7 separate regions of the Mus musculus genome follow, and regions 1, 2, 3, 4, 6 and 7 are each linked to region 5. Evidence: chromatin contacts called from public HiChIP or PLAC-seq and promoter capture Hi-C data. All regions are on one chromosome and are shown on one strand. The core of a region is the stretch at or near the end of the contact, and the rest is flanking DNA. Distances in the headings are between cores, read along the strand shown.

Region 1 (2,700 bases), core at 117-2,616, 970 kb after region 5:
AGTATCTTTCAGAGCAGGAAGCGTTCCACCCTGCATCACTGACACTGAGACTAGTGTACTGTTGATGCCCAATAATTTCCTAGTGAATAAATGCATAAAGGAAGGAAGCGTTTCTTTCATGGAGTAATGCCTCCCTCTGGTGGGATTTTAGAATATTGTTTAACCACTTCCTAAATTCACTCCCCACATCCTTCCCCCAAACCAATGGCCATAATTTCTTCAGGATAGGCTTGTCACCCACTTGTTGGCTTGGTGAGATGAACTGTGGAACTAGGCAAGTACCAGGCACCGATTTACGTCCAGAAGTTGGTCAAAGCACATCTATAACTAACTTCCTTGTTCAGAATGACCCCTCATGTGCTTTCAGAGCCTCCTCTTTCAACACCAAAGGGATCTATCCAGAATCTCCAGTTCTGATCATACAATCCTCAGGATATAACCGCAGAAATAATCCCTTCCCTATCAACTGCCAACACAGAAGTGCAGTTCTCAACTCAGAGGGAATAAGAAAATTTATTCTGGAACAAATATGAGTTACTATGGCCCCAGGGACAAATTTAAATTGTTCTATATACTGTTTTGTGGTAGCAGTTTTACAGAGTTTTTATATTTCCGAGCAAAGAGAGCTATAACTGAAGACGTTTAAAGATACATTGATGTTAATGGAAACTTCAGGTAGGTTAGATCCAGCAAATCAAGAGAAACTTCTGCTGTAAGGCTCAGATGCATATAACATGCTTAGCTTTTGGGTTGGTGGAAGCTACATTCCCAAATTCGTACATTCCCAAACGACTTACTTAATAGTCACAAGAACATGACAGAGTTGTGTGACCAAACAAGTGGCTATTTAAGGGGCCGAGATAACCCAAAATAATTGACACTGAACCAGTCTACAGCCTGGAATGTTTAACCCGGGCGTGTCCTCTACTCCACCCCCATCTGTTATTTTAATTCACGTATTTGACAAGAGGAAAACCGCACAAATTACGCTCTACCAAAAAACCCTACTTTTTTTTTTTTTTTTACACAATCTGAAGAAACAAAAAAGAAACAAACACAATACAATAGTAAAGAAGAGATACTTTCCTAATCTATTCACATAAGGGCAACTCATTAGCTTCCGATTCAAACCAGAAATAAGTAAAAACAGGAGGAATGTTTTTAGAACAATCTACGAATGCAGTCAGATGCTCCGTTCCTTTTAATGTCTCCAGCACTCTATCCCCTTTTCTATCCCCAGCCGCCAGCGGAGGCCGGAAGCCAGATATCAGCGCGGGCTGTTCCGTCCCTCACCACTCTATGGTAGTCGGGTTATTCTAGCCAGGAGAACTCTGTGGTTCCGGGGCGTGCTGGGAGGCCTGCATTTGAAGATGGAGGCGGGAAGATGGAGGCGGTAGCTGTCACTAGGTTGGGGTTCTCCCGCGCGGGAGGCCTATGGGACTGTGTCGTGTCCTGAACAGTCGAGAGGAGCTTGTTTGCAATGAGTCTTCCGCGCCGGAGTAGGAAACGGCGGCGTTCATCGTCCGGCTCCGACACGTTCTCGGGAGATGGTGATAGCTTTGTTAGCCCTCAGCTCCGGTGTGGACCGGTGCTGAGTCCACCTCCGGGGCTGGGACGCGGCCGGAGGCTCACAGGGACAGGTACTCGACCCGCGGGGCCGACGCGGCCGAGGGCAGCAGGGGTTGAGATGGGCTGCGAGAGTATCAGGGCCATGCACTCCCGCACCGGAGCTGGATAGCTGGAGGCAGGGCTGCTATCCAGTACCCGGCCTGGGACTCAACCCTGGGGATGGCTTCCCTCTTGGCCAGCATGCACAGCTGATGGTGTTTTAGTCCACCACTGCCCCAGTAGATATGGGCGTTCTTTGGTTTTTGGGTCTTTACACCTTCCCAGAAACAACTTCCAAGTTGGCCAGATCCTGTCACCATGTCGAGGGTTTGCTTAGGATAAATGTCCAGTGGTACAACTTCATATATATAAGTACCAAATTTCTGGGTGTGGTGTAGGATGCAGGCTCTTTGGACTGCAAAGAGCAAAGCTGGAAGGCACATGTTGTCTTAGAACCTTAACCCAGTTCTTGTTTGCTTTTTTGAGATAAGGGCTTGCTCTAGGTCAGGCTGGGTGCTGTCTCGATCTCGGACCAAGGGTGTTTATCCGTAAATGTTGGGATTATAGGCCTACACCAGTGCATTTCATAATTCTTTGCCCTTGGTTATGCAGATACCTCAGTACTAAATCGTAAAGAGAAACTCATCTAACAGCTTTGTAATGCTTAATCACCCTTCTACCTCCACATCTGTACAAACTTTTTATTCAGTGTGTATAGCACACTTTTTGGTTTTTTCGAGACAGGGTTTCTCAGTATAGCCTGGCTGTCCTGGAACTCAACTTTGTAGACCAGGCTGGCCTTGAACTCAGAAATCCATCTGCCTCTGCCTCCCAAGTGCTAGGATTAAAGGCTTGTGCCACCACCGCCCAGCTATAGCACACTTTTGTTTGTGGCTCTTAAGAGTTTTCAAATTTTCATCTAGTAAATAAAAAATTGCTAGCATTTTTCTGTATAGGATCAGTTTCTTAATAGGTCTCTAGAAGTGAAGATGTGTTTTAAGTTTGGTAGGAATTCAAACAGGTTTAACTACTAAACTTGTATGTTGGAGGTAATTAAATTGTTTTTGTTTTTCTGAAAGGAACAAACAAGCG
Region 2 (2,700 bases), core at 180-2,679, 650 kb after region 5:
CCTGAAAGAGCCAGAGTGGCTCCTACACACTCTTCATAACCTGCCTTTGGCCACATACTTCCTGAATTTACTTCCTATTTTCTGGAAGTAAAGAGACTATAGGAAAAATATTTAAAGTGAAGAGGCCCATTGAGGGGACCAGAGGACTAACCCAGAAGCGTGTGTGTGTGTGTGTGTGTGTGTGTGTGTGTGTGTGTGTGTGTGTGTGTGTTTCTACAGATCTAGGACAAGCCTGCTTCATTGGCTAGGAAGGGGATAGAGAACACTAGCAGCAACAGTGAAGAGAGTGTCCTTGAAAGCCTAGCAAGACAAGAGAGGTAGGTGCTCTTGAGAAATAATAGCTGCATCCTGTTCAGTGACCAGGGTGGAGGCCTCCTGAGCTCTGTTTAATAGCACTTTATAATGCTATTCTTGAAGCAGGTGATGGGCAGGGGAGGCTGGAGGTGGGAGAGGTGAAAGGAGGAACAATCTTCTTACAGGAGAATATAGCAGACAATGAAAATCCCTATAAGGAAAGAGTGTGTAAACTGCCTTGCTATCTATTTACATTGCCCAGAATATGCGTGACTTTCCAAGTTAATGTCTTGATTGGTTTGATAAGGCCACTTTGCCTTTCTCCCCTTTCTTTTAGTAGTTATAAATTCCCATGGCCCTACTCACTTCCTGCCAAGGAACACTAAAGACTGGGTATGGTGGCTAAGAGAACTAGTTGTCCTCACTGGGTCAAAGGTCTAAACCTTGGTCTTGAGCTATCTGAGATCTGTGCATGGTTGCTGAGCTACGAGGAAAGATGGGTGGAAAACCTAAGGAAAAAATACATCACCACTAACCGAATCTATGTACAGTGAGAGAGGGTCTTTCTTTCTCCATTACACTTTCCCTATTTTCCTGTGAGCATGTGTTCATTTTATAAGCGTGGAAAAATAAATTTGCGGTCTCTGGTTCCTGCTCTACTTTTTAGAATCTTTAGTTTGAATAAAGAAAGACAAGAAGACATTAGGTATAAACATCAGAAGTGTACAGAAGTGTATTTTCAGTGTGTGTGTGTGTGTGTGTGTGTGTGTGTGTGTGTGTGTGTGTGTGTGAAAGGGAGGGGGAGAGAGAGAGAGAGAGAGACAGAGGGGGAGGGAGAGAGAGACAGAGAGACAGAGAGAGACAGAGAGACAGAGAGGTGCATCAACGAGAAATACTACTCCCTAAGAAGTTGCAGCCACGTAATTCTAGAACCAGGAAAGAATTGCAAGGGGTGAGGGTGACTTAGAAATTAGGGGAGCCAGTGACAAGTTCCTCCGCGCGCGCAGACGGAGACGGCTAGAGGCTCTGTTTCCTGCGGAGATGGGTCACCTGGCAGCCTGTGACAGGTAGGGCGGAGGCTTGCGGTCCCCAAGCCGGGGCGGAGCAGGAAACCGAGACAGCCCTGGGCTGGGGCGGAGCTCAGAGAGCCTCAGGTACCGGTGGGCTGGGCCGTACCTGTGGGGGCCAGAGGGGACGCTCCCGTCGCATAGTTCGACCTACGGGCTCCTCGGAGATGCGTGTCCTGGCCGGCGGCTGATGAAGAAAGACTCGCCTCTCCGGGGCCCTTGAGCCTCTGTAGCCAGCGAGGGGGCCAGCATGGGCTGCGGATTGCTCGCTGCTGGCCTGCTCCTCTTCACCTGGCTCCCAGCAGGTGAGCCCTGAAAAAAGGGGGAGTCCCATCCGGGGCCACACGAGACAGGAAGCCATTTGCCTGGCCCTGCAGAGCCGGCCACCCGCGGGGCGGTGCACTTGGGTAGCTCCTGGCACCGGGAGGTGCAGGGGCCGGATCGAGAGTCGGCCAGTGGGAACCTGTTGTTTTCTTCCTTTATTAGCCCAGGGCCTTCGGAAACATGCAATCAAAAAGAAACCCCAGCCTTTGGATTTACGCCCCAACAGGTGTTGTTAGATGCTTGATGCCTAAAACCGAATCTATACAGGCGAAATCACCATTCTTCAACTTCTTAATACCCCTTTCCCTGTCCTTTACCCCGTGTCAAACTTGCTTTCAGAGTGTAGATGCGACGACAACCATTTTGGCCCAGAGTACATTTATTCTTTCCTGACAAGTTAGATTGCGTCGGTAGTGTATGAAGGAGTGTTGGGCATAAATTTGAGTCTCTTACAGGCCATCCGCTAGTACCTGTCATTTGATATTTTCCTCCTTTTTGCGTCCACCTCCTCTTTATCAGCCCGTCCGGCTGCCCTGCACCTTTCTTTCTACCTCCACACTAAGGGTCTCACTCAGAATCTGAATGTCTTAAGGTACCTCTTGGAAACAGGGCAAAAGGTCTTGTCTGTGAGTGAGGCCGAATAGGAAAGGAGAGAGAAGGGAAGGCTCTCTGGGCTCTGTTCACATTAGCCTGTAGCTGTGACTCTGCAAACAAGAATTTTCATTTCCTTTGGACGGTCCACCCAGTTTTATTCCGACTCACTTCCCACTTGCTCCCCTTTGGGAATATCAGTTTGCTCGCCGACCAATTGGAAGCTTCAATGGTTCGTCCAGGCAGATGTAATATGAAAATGGAGGCAGAATGCCCTTTCTATGAGCTAGAGAGTTGCTCAGATGTAATCAAATCTCACGGAAACTAGAGTCTACCAGAGCTTAATGTTGGGAATAAAAGGAGGGAGGGTTGCAAAAGGGTAGGGAACCGAGAAAAGGCAGCATTCCTGTGGCAGGCTGGCTTT
Region 3 (2,700 bases), core at 67-2,566, 840 kb after region 5:
GCCCCATGTTACCCTTCCATTCACTAGTTCTGCTGTAGCGCTAGTAAGGAGGTCCTGTGCTACCCTTCTCTGTTGCTTCTCCCATCTCACACATCTGTGAATGTGTAAGCTACACTCGAGAAACAGCATCCTTGCTGAAGACCATGGGCACCCTAACCATGATTACCCTGAGCAGGAAGATGCAAATTACTTTTCATATTTCTCCCTTTTGGGAGTTTTTTAAGGTCCAGATATCACTTAAAGAACATAAAATTCACTGTAGTTTGTAGTGTTATATACACATCAGTTCCATGTCAGTATTTTTTTCTGTCACTGCATAATATTATTTTATAGATTATATGGACTGGTAAATGCCATTTCTCTCACTGTGTAACATAATAGTTATAAAAGCAAATTAATTTTAGTACAACTTCAGATTTACTTATAACTTAAAAAGATTAGGGGCTAGAGAAATGGACCAGTAATTAAAAGCACTGGCTGCTCTTTGAGAGAACCTGGGTTCAGTTCCCAGTTCCCCTGTGGTAGCTCACAACTGCCTGTAACTCCAGGGGATCCAAAGACTGGCCCTGGTGGGCACTGCATGCACATACCTAGATGCATAGACTAGACATTACACACAAGCAAAGCGCCCATACACATAAAGTAAAAATTTTAGAATTTATAAAGATTAATACAGAGATATCGTTGTATGTTGTTTTTATAATGTCTCTTTATCTGAGCAGTTACATGGTTTTCGAAACCCTAAGTGTTAGTGCAGGGCCATTAACTAGCTACAGGGACAGCTCACTTACATTTCACCATTCTTCTCACTGACATCCTTTCCCGTTTCGAATTCAGTCTGACATCCTAGTTTGGATTTAGTCAGCATGGCCTCACTTGCCCTAGCCTTTGGTTTTCTATGTGCTTTACTTTGAAGAACATAGGAAAGGTGTTTTTAGAATGTCCTGTTTTAGGTTTTTCATAACCTTGGGTTATGGATTTGCAGGAAGAACCCTATAGAAATAAGGTAATCACATCAGAGTGCTGTTATGTTGTGATACTTGACAGGGGCATGCAGCCAGGGGAGGGTGGAAATAAGATCTACTTCCTAAAGGGGATATTGTTATGTTAATATTTTGGAATTAATGTGTAAGGCAATTCGTTTTTTTTTTTATTTTAATATATGTATTTGTCAGTGTCAACTAATAGATACATTTTTATTTGAATTACATTTCTCTCTGAGGTTTTGATTAACTTATTTTTTGAATTTTAAAATTTAATTGTTTAACCACCATTTGTCCATTTTATTTTATGTGTGTGCATGTTTTGCCTGCAAGCATGTTTGTACACCAAGTGCATGCAGTGCCCGAAGAGGTCAGAAGAGGGCATCAGATCCCCTAGGCCTGGAGCTACAGACAGTTGTGAGCATCCACATGGTTTCTGAGAAGTGAATTCTGGGCCCTCTGGAAGAGCGACTGGCGTTCTTAACCTCTGACCAACTCTGAAGACCCCACTGTGAGTCATCTTTAGCCTTGCCCAGGGAGAGCAAGGGAGGGAGAGCACCTTTAGGTTGGCTCCTTGTCATGTGACCCATATTTTCCGAGGTCTTCCTTCTTGTCACTGTCTTGCCTTGCATCTTCTCTGCGTAGCCTGCCATTTCTTCAAGCAGGGGCCTTTTATATATCGCTGTGTTTGATGGGCTCATGCTTTGTTATGATCACGTGGACTGTTGGCCTATAGTAACTTGTCTTGTCCGTAATGTCATCTTTTTTCACTTTACTGTATTGCTAAGCTTGTGAAATGAGATGCAAAGTGCCACCTCCTGTCTTCTGGAAGTGATGGAAACTTGGAATTGTTCAATCCTCCTGCTCTAAGGCTTCTTTCCTTTTTTTCTGCTTTTGTTGCTTTTTGTTTCCTTTTTCTAATTCCTTGCAGAACAAGCATGGGGCACTGCTTTCAGCCACTCACTAACATAAAACTTTAGTCTATTCTGAGCAGCAACTTCACTGAAATCACATGGTTTGCCAGGAAATCCACATGAAAGGACACATGGAAGGGAAATTTCCCTGAATCTTGGCATTTAGTTGAAAAATCAGAAAAGGATAAGTCTGGACAAAGGAAAACCTAAGATTTTTGCTTAACTATGATGAAAGGCAGGGCATTAAAGACAGCCTTTAAGACATACTTGCCCATTATGTCCCTGTAGTTAAGAATTATCTTCTTGCATCTTATTCCTCACAGTGACCCAAGTGACAGGGCTTATATATGGTACCTACACAGGACAGGGTGCGTCTGCACCGTGCACACTGCTGTCAGTGTGTCCCACGGTCACCGTTGCCTTGTTTCACATAGATGACACAGGTACCAGCGTCTAGCAGCACCTGCCTGCTCTGCTCGTGCTCCAGCAGCCTGTGTCCGCCTCTACTGATCCTTGCGTTTTCTCTTCTGTTTCACCAGCAGAGATGCTGAGCCGATTATCGGGGTTAGCAAATAATGTTTTGCATGAATTATCAGGAGATTACACTGACTGGAATTTGATGGCTTCCTCAGACGCTGTAAGTAGCTCTGGTGCATCCAACCTGATAGGACTCACATTCTGTGCTCTTCTGAGGAGAATGGCTTAAGCCAGAGGGGTGTGAGGGCCTCCCTTGTGCTAAGCAGAGGTGATGACACTTACCAACAAAAAGAATCGTAACTCTATCAGTGATCCTCTGCTGAAGC
Region 4 (2,702 bases), core at 106-2,605, 950 kb after region 5:
TGTTGCTAACGTTTTTCATGCACATAACAATATATAGCAGAGGTTCTTAACTGGTGGAGTGTGGGGGGTCACATAAAGGATATTCTGCATATCAGGTATTTACATTATGGTTCACAACAGTAGCAAAATTACAGTTACAAAGTAGCAATGAAATAATTTTATGGGGGGGGGGGGTCACCACAACATGAGGAACTGTGTTAAAGGGTCACAGCATTAGGAAGGCTGAGATGCAGATATTCCAGGAGCTAGGAGTAGTCCATCTGCCTCTTAAGCTTTTAAAACCATGAATATCTTTCATCACTTCACTTCTGCTGCTCTGGGTGTACTCGCCTCAAGCTGGTCACAGTTTTGAGTTCGGGTGCCTAAGTCTGTGTATGATTTTCAGTTTTCACTTTCATGGCTGCTTCCCCCCGCCCCCCCCCCACACACCCCCAAGAGAAATGGGCGGGAAGGAATTGCCCTGAAGCAGTTTTGTTAGGCAAAACTGAGTTTCAGGTTGCAGGCAGAGTTTGAGCAGCCAGTGCTGTTGAAGTACCGCTGTGGTACATTAGACCGCGATGTGGCTCAGTAGATGGAATTTAAGCCTTGTGACCATGACTTGCAATTAAAGCCACAGAGGTGGTTGGAGAACAGCATTGCAGCGTTTGGACTAACCCTGGGTGTCTACTTTTTCCCTTACCACACACTGCCCTCCCCTGTCACCACTGTGTGACTAAGGTAGCACTGAATCGCTCTGGTTGACTGTAGTAGAAAACCTAAACCGGCAGAAGGCTGCTGACATTGCAAACTGCTGTAGGATTTAAAATCCAAAACACCTTACACATGGCCAGGGCTTTCCATTACCAACCTTTCCCCCATCACCCACATGTAACAAAGTTTAATAACCTACCTTCCACGGTACAAAGGAAATGCACAGTAAGCCTCGGTCCGGTCCACCCATTTATCATCTAAATAACCTGGGTCACACCTGCCGGTGTTTGAAAAAATCTTACCTAAACGGTACAAGCTGGCTCAGCATCCGCAGCTACCAGCCCTTTGCCGTTGATCAAGCAGGTCTGGAGGAGGTGGGTGCCGGTGCTTCCGCTGCAGCAGAGCACCCAAGTTCTGTTGGAAAGGCAAGCGAAAGGGAGAAAACGCCAACTGACATAGTTCAAGCGTTTCAAAGTTAAAAATAAAACTATATCACAGGGCAATGTGACCGGGCTCAGCTTACGACCTCTTTCGTCTCTGTAGGTTATCAACACTCAATGTCTAAGTGCTGGAGGGGCAGAGGAGAGCCCATGGGAAAGTAGCGCTTAGAGCAACCCCGGACTTTGTTTCACAGAGGAGGGAGGAAAGCCTTTGCAAGAAGGGTCAGAGCAAGGCCAACACAGCCTGAGTCCTGTGTGTGCCGTGGGCAGGTCCAGCTGTGTCCAGGAGCTGGGGGAGAAGCAGCTGGCCTCTTGCTCTAATTATAACCCTGTGTTCCACCCAAGCCCCTCACTGGCTGAAGTAGCAAGTTGTGCAAGGGACACAGTTCCATGCTTCTGCTTCTCCCGTTTCTTCTCAGGACAGGTTAGCATCTGCTTTCCTCTGGCCCTGGCCTTTCCCAGGTGGCAGAGAAAGGGAGAGTTTGTCATTCAGAAACAGTCAGTTAGCAAGTCCAAGGAACAGAAGTAGAAGTGGTAGGAGGCTTGGCTATCATTTAGTACAAGTTCCTTTTTACATGTGAAAAGACACAGGATCAGGGAAGGTGAACTATTACATCCATCACCACAAGGCTCAGAGCTAGAAGAAAGACTTCTCAAAGTCTGGGATTCTTCGTCGGATCCTTTTCAAGATAGTTCTTTCAACCTCTTCTTTGAAAAAAAAAATAACGTGAATATTATCTAGTGCATCAAACTGCTCAGTGTGGCTCCCTTTTGAATGTGGGTGGATCTTCAGAGTAAAGAGATGAGTTTATATGTTCTGCTGTGATGAGCAAGCCGTCTCTGAAATTCCCTCCACCCCGTTCTCTCATGCACATTTGTTTATGTGGGCAAGCTCATCTGGGTGAAAAGCCAGACAATAGAAATGATAACATTGTATCCATCTTGTGTTGCAGCACTTCACTGTCTTTGTAACAAAGTTTTCTTGCAGATTCCTTAGGTTGTAGATGATGTCTCAGTCACTTCCTTTCCAGACTGGCTGCCTTTTCTTTTCTTCCTTCCCCCTGTGCCTGGCCTGGAATGTCCTGCACTGTGTTGAACAGGGGCAGCAACAGGGGCTGTCCTGACTTGTCCTGGACAGCCCCTCCTTCATTGGTAAGTTGATAAGTCACCTGTGGAGTTTTTAGTGAATGAATACAAGTACCCTGTGAATCTCTCAGGCAGCTTTTGGCAGGTGGAGGCAGGGAATTAGTAGTTAGTGTCTAGTTTAGTGTCTGTTCTCATCATGAAAGGCTGCGGACTTTTACCAGATGGTCTCTCTGTAGCTCTTGTATTGCATTGATTGGTGTTTCTGTATTGAACCAAACTTCCATTTTTGGCTAAGCCTCATTTGGTCTGGTGCATAGCTTTGTTACTATTGCCATGATGGAACACCATGACCAAAAGCAACTTGGAGAGGAAAGGGTTTATTTCTTATTTATTCAAATGAGAGTTTCTTCCTTGATTGTTTCTCCATGTGTGATGCTGGGGTCTGAACCCAGGCCCTGGCCCTCAGCGGCCAAGAACTGCATTACC
Region 5 (2,700 bases), core at 20-2,519:
GTTTCTTTTTTTTTTTTTAAATGGTTTTTTAAAGGAGAAACAGATTTTTGATTTTTTTTTTTTTCAGTGAACAAAGCAAAACCTAGAGGTCCCCTTACGCGAAGGGTAGCTTGTTGTAAAAGGAAGAAATGCGGGCTGGTGAGATGGCTCAGTGGTTGAGAGCACCCGGAGTTCAAATCCCAGCAACCATATGGTGGCTCACAACCATCTGTAAGAAGATCTGATGCCCTCTTCTGTAGTGTCTGAAGACAGCTACAGTGTACTTACATATTATAAATAAATCTTTTTTTTTTTTTTTTTTAAAGGAAGACATGCTACTGCTTAGGAGCTCAGGATCCTGCTCTGCTTGCTGCCATTTAGGATTACTATTTCCTGGTGAACACTGTCACCAAATCTCCTTCCTGAGAGCTAAGCAGATCCTAGTAATTTGTTAGGACAGTTTGTTAATATTAGACCATGAGTAACGACAAACAGTTTTACTTACAGCCTTTTCTTTTTGGGAGTCCCCAATGCTATTTATACACAAGGTATCCTACACATCAAAAAGTGCGTTTTACCCTTCAAAGTTCAAGTCATGTCTTAATCCTACCAACGTACCAAGTCTGCGCATCTTTTGTCCCTCGTGCTTGTGTGTGTAGTGAACTAAAGGTCCATCACCATCCTGGTTTAGCTCCTAGGTTGTACCCATTATATCCTTTTGGTTTTCTAGTCATTAGAAAAATATATATTTACTTGAAATAAAGCCTAAAATTTGTTATTCAATGTGCTTTAGGTGAGTTAATAAAAATGGAAAGTTTTTGAATTGATGATATAATCTCTATATCAGAAGTCACCGTAGTCCAGGCTTCAGATGTAGTTCAGTGGTTAAGATCATTGGCAGTTCTCCAGAGGACCTTCCAGCACCTACAGGCAGCTCACAACCATCTGTAACTCCATTTCCAGGATGATGGGACTCCTGACCCTGAGGGTAGGTATTGCATTCGCAAAGTACACACACAGGCAGCTATTATTATTATAATCTTGGCAGCTAAACTCAGTCGGGGTGGGTGTGGACAGAGGTACCCTCAATATGCACAGCCTTCATGAAGTGCCTGCTGCGCCCTTTCCTGCACCCAGCTCTCTCAGGGAAAAAAACCGGGTTCAGTGTCAACTTCCTGTCCTGGAGAACCGGAAGAAAATGCATGTCTCCTTCGGCGCGTGCGCAGCCTGGCAGGATGCGTACCTAGCGTCGTCCTGGGCTCTACTTGAGCCTCTCATAAATCCTGTTTTGTGTGACGTCATCTGTTGCTTGAGGTTCCCAGACATTTTGGAGCTGCGGAGGGCGTGGAAGAGGAAAGGTGCAGCCCCGAACCCCCGCGGATCGGCCTAGTCCTTTGACAGCATCTGACACGAGTACGGATCCCAGGATCACTGTGATCCGTGATGCTATAGAAGAAAGCAAGACGGGGAGTGGTTCAAACTTCGTTGCTGACTGGGAACGGACCTTATAGAGGAGCCCATGTTACAATCAAAACCATCCGCCTTCCAACCGCAAGTTTTAACTTCTGTAAGTTTCAGGGCGGGAAGCCCGCGCAAATTATAGAGCCGGATCTATGGCGACCGAGCATCTGCCAGCAGAGAGAGCACAGTCACTTCTCTCTGCCCCCCGGCGCGAGGAAGAGCCGCAGAAACCCAACTATGCTCTCAGACTTACTCTTGCGGGGCACTCGGCGGCCATATCATCAGTTAAATTTAGTCCTAATGGCGAATGGCTAGCGAGTTCTGCAGCTGATGCACTAATTATAATTTGGGGAGCATACGATGGGAATTGTAAGAAAACACTCTATGGTCACAGTCTGGAAATATCAGATGTTGCCTGGTCTTCAGATTCTAGTCGTCTAGTTTCAGCCTCAGATGATAAGACTCTAAAGGTATGGGATATGAGATCTGGAAAATGTCTGAAAACACTGAAGGGGCACAGCGATTTCGTCTTCTGTTGTGACTTCAACCCACCATCCAACCTCATCGTTTCGGGCTCTTTTGATGAGAGTGTGAAAATATGGGAAGTAAAAACAGGAAAATGCCTCAAGACTTTGTCTGCACATTCGGACCCCATTTCTGCCGTAAATTTTAATTGTAATGGGTCCTTGATAGTGTCCGGGAGCTATGATGGGCTTTGTAGAATTTGGGATGCTGCGTCAGGCCAGTGTTTAAGGACACTTGCTGATGAAGGCAACCCTCCAGTGTCTTTTGTAAAATTTTCTCCAAATGGTAAATACATTCTCACTGCAACTTTGGACAATACTCTTAAACTGTGGGATTACAGCAGGGGCAGATGCCTGAAGACATACACTGGTCATAAGAATGAGAAATACTGCCTATTTGCCAGTTTCTCGGTTACTGGTAGAAAGTGGGTTGTGTCTGGTTCAGAGGACAACATGGTTTACATCTGGAATCTTCAGACTAAAGAGATTGTACAGAGGTTGCAAGGTCACACAGATGTGGTGATCTCAGCAGCCTGTCACCCTACAAAAAACATCATCGCATCAGCAGCACTAGAAAATGACAAGACAATTAAAGTGTGGTCGAGTGACTGCTGAAGTCTCTGGCAGGCGATGAGGAAAGCCAAGTTAGACACAAAATCCAAAGGATGGTCTCTCTGGATTCTGGCAAAGCTTAAACTGTCCTTGAGTCTGAATCATCTTACTTTGCAAAGTGAGA
Region 6 (2,700 bases), core at 197-2,696, 680 kb after region 5:
GTGCTTCAGCACAGCTGCACCTAGGGGACTGAAATGACATTGCAGAGACCCTTTGTGCTGCTTTTTTGGCCCGTCCCCCCAGGAAGGGAGTATTGCCCTGTTATTTGCCTGGCCCACCCCTAACTGGGGGGAACCCCAGCAGCTAGTTAAGGAGAAGAATAGAAAGGATCCGCTTTAACTCACTTCAGCTTTGTGTGTCTCTGGCCCTCGTCCCATGAGGTTTTTTTGTTTGTTTGGTTGGTTGGTTGGTTTGTTTTTTTGTTTTTTTGTTTTGTTTTGTTTTGTTTTGTTTTTCCCCCACCCGGGGCTGGTATTCCAGTTAGAAACATGCTTAAGGGATACACCACAGTTGTGTTCATCCCCTCAGAACAGATGGCCCTGAGTTTGCCCTGCAGGCTCAAGAGCTGCCAGGCTGGTTCATAGCCTCCTCTAAGCCTTACTATGTGGGGTATTTCTGTGTGACCTGAAGTTTGATTGACAGCCTATGCCCTTTGGGTGATGTGGAGAGCTAGTAACATGAGGACATGTTTTGAGGCTAGAATGTTGTTGTTGTTTTAAAGTTTTAAAGTAAACTTTCCTGGGGTGTGAGAGATGGGGTCTATAACAAGGAAACACAGCTCCTTGCTAAAGATACAGCCCCTAAACTCTTGTTTCCCTGCAAGATAGGTAAGAACGGGCTCCAAGGCGAGAAGCTGGAAGCACAGACCAAGTAGGAGGTGTGGGACTCCGGCTGGCTAAGGGTCTGCGTTTCTCCTTCTTCCCTTGCAGCCCTGGCCCGCCACCGCTACATGAAGCAGGTTCAGGCCCTAGGTCCTCAGATGATGGAAAAACCCCTGTACTGGGGGGCGGACAGGAGCTCCCAAGTTTCATCTTATGCAATGAACCCGCTGCTGCAGCGAGGTAAACTTTGCCAGAAAGTCATGGGACGGGGAGGGCAGAGGGTGAGGGCAGAGGTGCCGTCTGCCAAGAAGCATGCGCACTAACCGGGTGTCTTTCGATGGAGGGTGGGAGGGAGTGCAATCCTGCTTACTAACGTGACATTTTGATGCCCTGGTTCCTAGGAGGGTATTTGGGACCAGCAGTTCAGTGTGCTCCATCCTTGTTTCCATTCAGATCTGTCCTTACAGTCCAGCCTTCCACAGATGCCAATGACCCAGATGGCTGCTCACCCTCCGGTGGCTAATGGTGTCCTGGAATATTTGGAGAAAGAATTGCGGAACCTCAACCCAGCCCAACCTCTGCCTGCGGATCTCAGAGCCAAATCTGGCCACCCTTGCAGCATGCTCTCCTCCCTGGGCTCCGCAGAGGTTGTGGAACGCAGAGTCATCCACCTGCCCCCACTAATCAGAGACCCACCGTCCTCCAGGACCAGCAACCCCTCACACCAGCAGCGGCTCAATGCTGTTTCTTCCAGACACTGCGATCTGAGTGAGCGCCCGAGGCAGCGCCATCACTCCGATTTCCTCCGAGAGCTCCAGGACCAGGGGATGAGACCCTGGGCCCCGGGGAGAGGGGAGCTGGACCCCCATTGGAGTGGGAGACACCACCGCTCTAGGCCCAGCGAGTCATCCATGCCTTGGTCAGACTGGGACAGCCTGAGCGAATGTCCCTCATCCAGTGAGGCTCCTTGGCCCCCCAGACGACCAGAGCCCAGGGAAGGCGCCCAGAGACGTGAGAGACGCAGGCATCGCAGCTACTCGCCTCCTCTACCCTCGGGCCCCAGCTCTTGGAGCTCTGAAGAGGAGAAAGAGTCGCTGCCCAGGAACTGGGGTGCCCAGCGACGTCACCATCACCGCCGCCGCCGCTCACAGTCTCCAAACTGGCCTGAGGAGAAGCCGCCCAGCTACCGCTCACTGGATGTGACTCCAGGCAAGAACAACAGGAAAAAAGGGAATGTGGAGAGGCGCTTGGTGAGCCTGGGGCATCCTGTGGAGGGTCGGGCAGGATCAGAGAGGCTCCTCAGCTGACACAGGCCCAGCAGGGTTTTCCTAGTCCTGCATAACTGTCCCGGCAGGCTGAGGTACTACTTTTTCTTAGAATGAAAGGGCCTAGTCAGTGCAGGGTACAGAAGAGGCCCAGAGCTTGCACTGGATCTTCTCTGCCCCAGCGTGTGTGACTTTAGCCATGTTCTCTGCCCTTGGAGGCAGGTCAGGAGGGCTCTGCTGGTAAGGACAGTAAAGAACTAAGGCTCAGAATGACTAAGCACCCCACCCCCAACCCCGTGGTGGGGAGCTGGTCCTCCGGTCTCAGCTGCAGGACTGGATGTTGACTTGGCAACCTTTTTTCTCACAGGCCCAGTTAGAAACAGGCAAGAGGAGTTGTGAATGTTTAAGTGAGCAGCAACTGTGCTGTGTGAGAGGATGAGGGCTTCCTGGTGTGCCGGGGAAGGCTCATCAGACTAATGAAAACAGACCTGGGCATCCCACTTAATGAGTAAAACTTTAGAGTGCTGTGAACCTTGAAGATGCCAGTCATTATTTAGCACTCTAAAGGGGAAACACTGGAGGATACATGTCTACAGTACCCCTGCCCCTCTCTCCCCCCCTTTCTCATGTAGTGACTAAGTATGCCTCTTCTTTTTAGCAGAAAAAAATATATGATTTTCAAGTTTTTGGCTCAACATCTGAGCCCCACTTTCCTCTAAGTTACTTTTTTTCCCTTTTCTTTATTTCCCTCCAGTTAAAGTATGCAGCCCTTCTA
Region 7 (2,700 bases), core at 51-2,550, 580 kb after region 5:
CTGATACACATTATAATGAATAGACAACCTGTTTTAAAGGCTGGTCTGTGCCCCCTCCTAAAACACACTGTTTCTCCAAAGGGGCCTGCCACACCCTGAGAACCCAAACTTAGCACCTTGTTAAATGGAAGCCCTGTAGCCACGACTGAATCAAGTCACGCTCAAGGAGAGCAACCCTCCATGCTGTGTCTGGGTTTGCCTGTTTTATCCTGTGGTTTATCCTGTGGATTTAGAAATGGTTCATTCTAGGAGGATTATTTCTCAAAAGGTGTCAGTCTGCCTTTTCCAAGTTCGTGAAGAATTCATTCGAGTCCAGCAACATTATGCCTCAGAATGAATCTACACTAGAGAAATACAAATACATCCACACAGAGGCTGACACTTGCATAGCAGCTCAGTTTGTCACAGCTTCAAACTGGAAACAACCCAGTATCTTTCAGTGATTGACAGTATAATGGAATTCATCAATTAAAAAAAATAAAACTTCCAAATTTTTGATACACTCAACTTATATGAAACACAAAAGGCATTTTGCTGAATAAAAGAAGTTCATCTTAAAGATTAAAGTTCAGCTCCATTTATACGCTATTCTCAGAATGACAGAACCCTAAGAGATAAAGCAAGAGACCCAGATTACTACGGGTGGAAAAAAATCTTAGACTAAAAGGAGAAAATAGAAGGAGTGGCTACATTGTCCATTGTTATAATCTGTCTGTGTTGCTTTGTTCACCTAGCCCTATCTTATCTCAAAAAATTCTCACTGATCTCCAAGAAACAAGCTGTCAAAGTACAAAGGGCTTTCAGCTCCCCACTCTCAGACCCCACATTCCCTCCAAATGGACTTTCTAGAAGTGACTCTCTTCTGCCTTCATTTCCAGTCTGTTCAAATATCCACCCTCAATGTTTCTTTGCTCAGTCATGGTCTCATCTGAGCAGCCGACAATCTAAACACAGCACTGACCACATACCGATCACTGACAGTTCTGTTAATGTCTGTTGGAGGATAATTGATCCTGTGGGTGGCTTTTTTTGTATAAAACAATCATACGAGCCCATGTCCTTGATCTGAACATTGTGAAGTCGTAGAGTCCAGTTGTTCCTGTCAAAGCTCGTGCGGCCCAGGTACTTGGCATTCACACTATCAAGTTTCTCTGTGCCCAAATAGTGCTCGTACAGAACCAACTTTTGCTGGTCCTGCCAAAATACTACCAGCTCACTCAGGCTTATGTTTTGAGCCTTTGTAAATGGGCACGGCAGATATGCAGTCCCATTGAAATAAGCTTGCGTCTCCACGGAAACAGCATCTAAAATAGAAAAACTGAGAATTAGGAAAGAGGAGACAAGAAGAGGAAGATCCCTTGCTCTGAAACAGCACCCAGCTTCCAGCTTGTCAGGCAGTGATAGTACTGGAGAGGTGGGTGCTAGGATCTGGAACCAGGCATCCATGCTGGACGTCTGAAGCTCAGGCTTTCGTTTTGCTCCACTTGGTTCACATGTGCAGGCTGCAAACTTTGTGAATCTGTTTTCTCACCAGATTAAGGAAGTGGTCTGTAGTAATGTTCTAGGATTCTCTCTGTGCTTCTGCGAATTTCAAAACCAGAGCATTGACTACCATCATCATAATTGCTACAGGCCTCCACAACTGCTATGCCATCTGCCTAAACCCTGCCTGCCCCATGCAATCCCTTTATACTTTGGTCTGCTATGTTTTTGGTTTTTTTGGGTTTTTTTGTTTTTTGTTTTTTGTTTTTTTAAAGATTGTTGATGATGGATGGTTCCTCACTTGCTACCACCTTTTATTAGTCTCCATTATTTGGGAGCCCTACTGAGTCACTTCTTTGACATTCAACTAGTTCCTGCCCCCACAGCCTCCACTCCCAGAGCCAGAGAAAAAGGGGGTTTGAAGTGACTCAAGTGTCAAGCAATGTCTCTATTCTCAGTGACCTCTCTAGAATCTTTCAGGGACCAGAAAGGAAGCTGGGCAAATGTAATGGCTCTTGGGAGATGATAGAGGTCAGGATATTTAAGGAAGATGAGCAAGCTGCTGGGAGAGAACTGTATGTGGGAAGGTGAGGATGAGCCTTGTCATACTGCAGAAACCCTGAAGAAACCAATGGCTACTCCTGGGCTGCAGTGCCCTGGAAACTTTTAGAACCCAAAGGGAGCAATGATGGAAAAGTTCAGAGAGAGGACGCACTGGCATAAGCCAGCTTATGGGACTTTTTCTAGGCCACAGAATTGCTGGAGACTCAGCAAAGAAAATAAATAGAGGGAGATGAGAGGCGAGAGGTGAAAGGTGAAAGGTGAAAGGTGAGGTGGGTGTGCCTTTTAAAGGCTCATATGAAGCTGGAGGCTGCAATGGGGAGAAGAATGGAGGAGAGTCTTCATAAAAACAGCTCGTCCTTCGGGACTTCAGGAAGGGAGGGAAGGGAGGGCCAGTGATGGGTGAGGGAGATGAGGAGTCCCACTCACAGTGGTGGTGAGTCAGAAGTTAAACTGACCTGACCAATTAGCCTCCCTTTAAACAGGAAATAGTATAGGCAGGTACGATGGCATGGACTTGGCAAAGCAGAACACCCCATGAGAACCTACAATCAAGGGGTCTCAGAGGATACTCCAGACATCCGTGAAGGACACATGCATGTCTGCATCAGAGGGAAGAGGGAGATCACTGAGTTCCCACAATACCAAAAAATTGAC

Evidence for each region. Promoter capture Hi-C pulls out the DNA fragments that hold promoters and counts their contacts. HiChIP or PLAC-seq counts read pairs in DNA pulled down with a chosen protein or histone mark.
Region 1: a contact with region 5 is called in a promoter capture Hi-C map of hippocampal neurons, with 7 times the contacts expected there. The contact joins the promoter of Polq here to the promoter of Wdr5b in region 5. A contact is called at or near these places in 16 of 39 promoter capture datasets (the 3T3-L1 cell line, 3T3-L1-derived adipocytes, the C10 cell line and 10 more), 8 of 484 Hi-C or Micro-C datasets (CD4 T cells, DN3 thymocytes, LSK cells and 4 more), 8 of 115 datasets of contacts at active chromatin or transcription factors (the 230-238 cell line, DN3 thymocytes, astrocytes and 5 more) and 2 of 9 other capture datasets (liver and macrophages).
Region 2: a promoter capture Hi-C map of stem cell-derived epiblast-like cells shows a contact between it and region 5, with 4 times the contacts expected there. The contact joins the promoter of Ildr1 here to the promoter of Wdr5b in region 5. A contact is called at or near these places in 5 of 39 promoter capture datasets (cranial neural crest, embryonic stem cells, hippocampal neurons and 1 more), 5 of 115 datasets of contacts at active chromatin or transcription factors (bone marrow-derived macrophages, embryonic stem cells, kidney and 1 more) and 1 of 9 other capture datasets (embryonic stem cells).
Region 3: a contact with region 5 is called in an H3K4me3 HiChIP or PLAC-seq map of bone marrow-derived macrophages, with 5 times the contacts expected there. The contact joins the promoter of Golgb1 here to the promoter of Wdr5b in region 5. A contact is called at or near these places in 20 of 39 promoter capture datasets (the 3T3-L1 cell line, 3T3-L1-derived adipocytes, the C10 cell line and 12 more), 4 of 484 Hi-C or Micro-C datasets (B cells, forebrain, granulocyte-monocyte progenitors and 1 more), 20 of 115 datasets of contacts at active chromatin or transcription factors (the SCID.adh cell line, SST interneurons, bone marrow-derived macrophages and 13 more) and 3 of 9 other capture datasets (adipose tissue, liver and macrophages).
Region 4: a contact with region 5 is called in a promoter capture Hi-C map of liver, with 3 times the contacts expected there. The contact joins the promoter of Fbxo40 here to the promoter of Wdr5b in region 5. A contact is called at or near these places in 12 of 39 promoter capture datasets (the 3T3-L1 cell line, 3T3-L1-derived adipocytes, the C10 cell line and 6 more), 3 of 484 Hi-C or Micro-C datasets (LSK cells, cortical neurons and megakaryocyte progenitors), 4 of 115 datasets of contacts at active chromatin or transcription factors (bone marrow-derived macrophages, cardiomyocytes and embryonic stem cells) and 3 of 9 other capture datasets (embryonic stem cells, liver and macrophages).
Region 6: a contact with region 5 is called in an H3K4me3 HiChIP or PLAC-seq map of embryonic stem cells, with 4 times the contacts expected there. The contact joins the enhancer-like site here to the promoter of Wdr5b in region 5. A contact is called at or near these places in 5 of 39 promoter capture datasets (the 3T3-L1 cell line, cranial neural crest, embryonic stem cells and 2 more), 1 of 484 Hi-C or Micro-C datasets (embryonic stem cells) and 6 of 115 datasets of contacts at active chromatin or transcription factors (bone marrow-derived dendritic cells, embryonic stem cells and stem cell-derived neural progenitor cells).
Region 7: a promoter capture Hi-C map of hippocampal neurons shows a contact between it and region 5, with 5 times the contacts expected there. The contact joins the enhancer-like site here to the promoter of Wdr5b in region 5. A contact is called at or near these places in 4 of 39 promoter capture datasets (the 3T3-L1 cell line, the HPC-7 cell line, embryonic stem cells and 1 more) and 3 of 484 Hi-C or Micro-C datasets (cerebellum, cerebral cortex and cortical neurons).

What each region holds. Positions count from the first base shown.
Region 1 is chr16:37,010,420-37,013,119 of GRCm38.p6, forward strand. It overlaps Polq (polymerase (DNA directed), theta), which reads left to right and starts at 1,367. Exons shown (of 30, transcript NM_029977.2): 1 at 1,367-1,640; 2 at 2,688-2,700. The coding sequence starts at 1,481.
Region 2 is chr16:36,692,549-36,695,248 of GRCm38.p6, forward strand. It overlaps Ildr1 (immunoglobulin-like domain containing receptor 1), which reads left to right and starts at 1,430. Exons shown (of 8, transcript NM_001285788.1): 1 at 1,430-1,666. The coding sequence starts at 1,612.
Region 3 is chr16:36,883,695-36,886,394 of GRCm38.p6, forward strand. Golgb1 (golgi autoantigen, golgin subfamily b, macrogolgin 1) reads left to right here and starts at 1,317. Exons shown (of 22, transcript NM_030035.1): 1 at 1,317-1,494; 2 at 2,440-2,534. The coding sequence starts at 2,442. 4930565N06Rik (RIKEN cDNA 4930565N06 gene) reads right to left here. Exons shown (of 3, transcript NR_040476.1): 2 at 2,657-2,700.
Region 4 is chr16:36,989,112-36,991,813 of GRCm38.p6, forward strand. It overlaps Fbxo40 (F-box protein 40), which reads right to left and starts at 1,356. Exons shown (of 4, transcript NM_001358217.1): 1 at 993-1,356.
Region 5 is chr16:36,039,921-36,042,620 of GRCm38.p6, forward strand. Wdr5b (WD repeat domain 5B) reads left to right here and starts at 1,270. Exons shown (of 1, transcript NM_027113.2): 1 at 1,270-2,700. The coding sequence starts at 1,593. The coding sequence ends at 2,579.
Region 6 is chr16:36,720,770-36,723,469 of GRCm38.p6, forward strand. It overlaps Ildr1 (immunoglobulin-like domain containing receptor 1), which reads left to right. Exons shown (of 8, transcript NM_001285788.1): 6 at 769-900; 7 at 1,114-1,910. Among named protein-coding and RNA genes, the nearest start is that of Ildr1, 28 kb to the left of the region's middle. Within about 2 kb of position 1,447, at least 20 of the 459 cell types and tissues checked have an H3K27ac peak or open chromatin away from gene starts, as enhancers often do. A contact at or near this core is called in embryonic stem cells, where this site is marked.
Region 7 is chr16:36,619,736-36,622,435 of GRCm38.p6, forward strand. Cd86 (CD86 antigen) reads right to left here. Exons shown (of 8, transcript NM_019388.3): 3 at 969-1,304. Among named protein-coding and RNA genes, the nearest start is that of Cd86, 45 kb to the right of the region's middle. Within about 2 kb of position 1,301, at least 4 of the 459 cell types and tissues checked have an H3K27ac peak or open chromatin away from gene starts, as enhancers often do. A contact at or near this core is called in cortical neurons and hippocampal neurons, where this site is marked.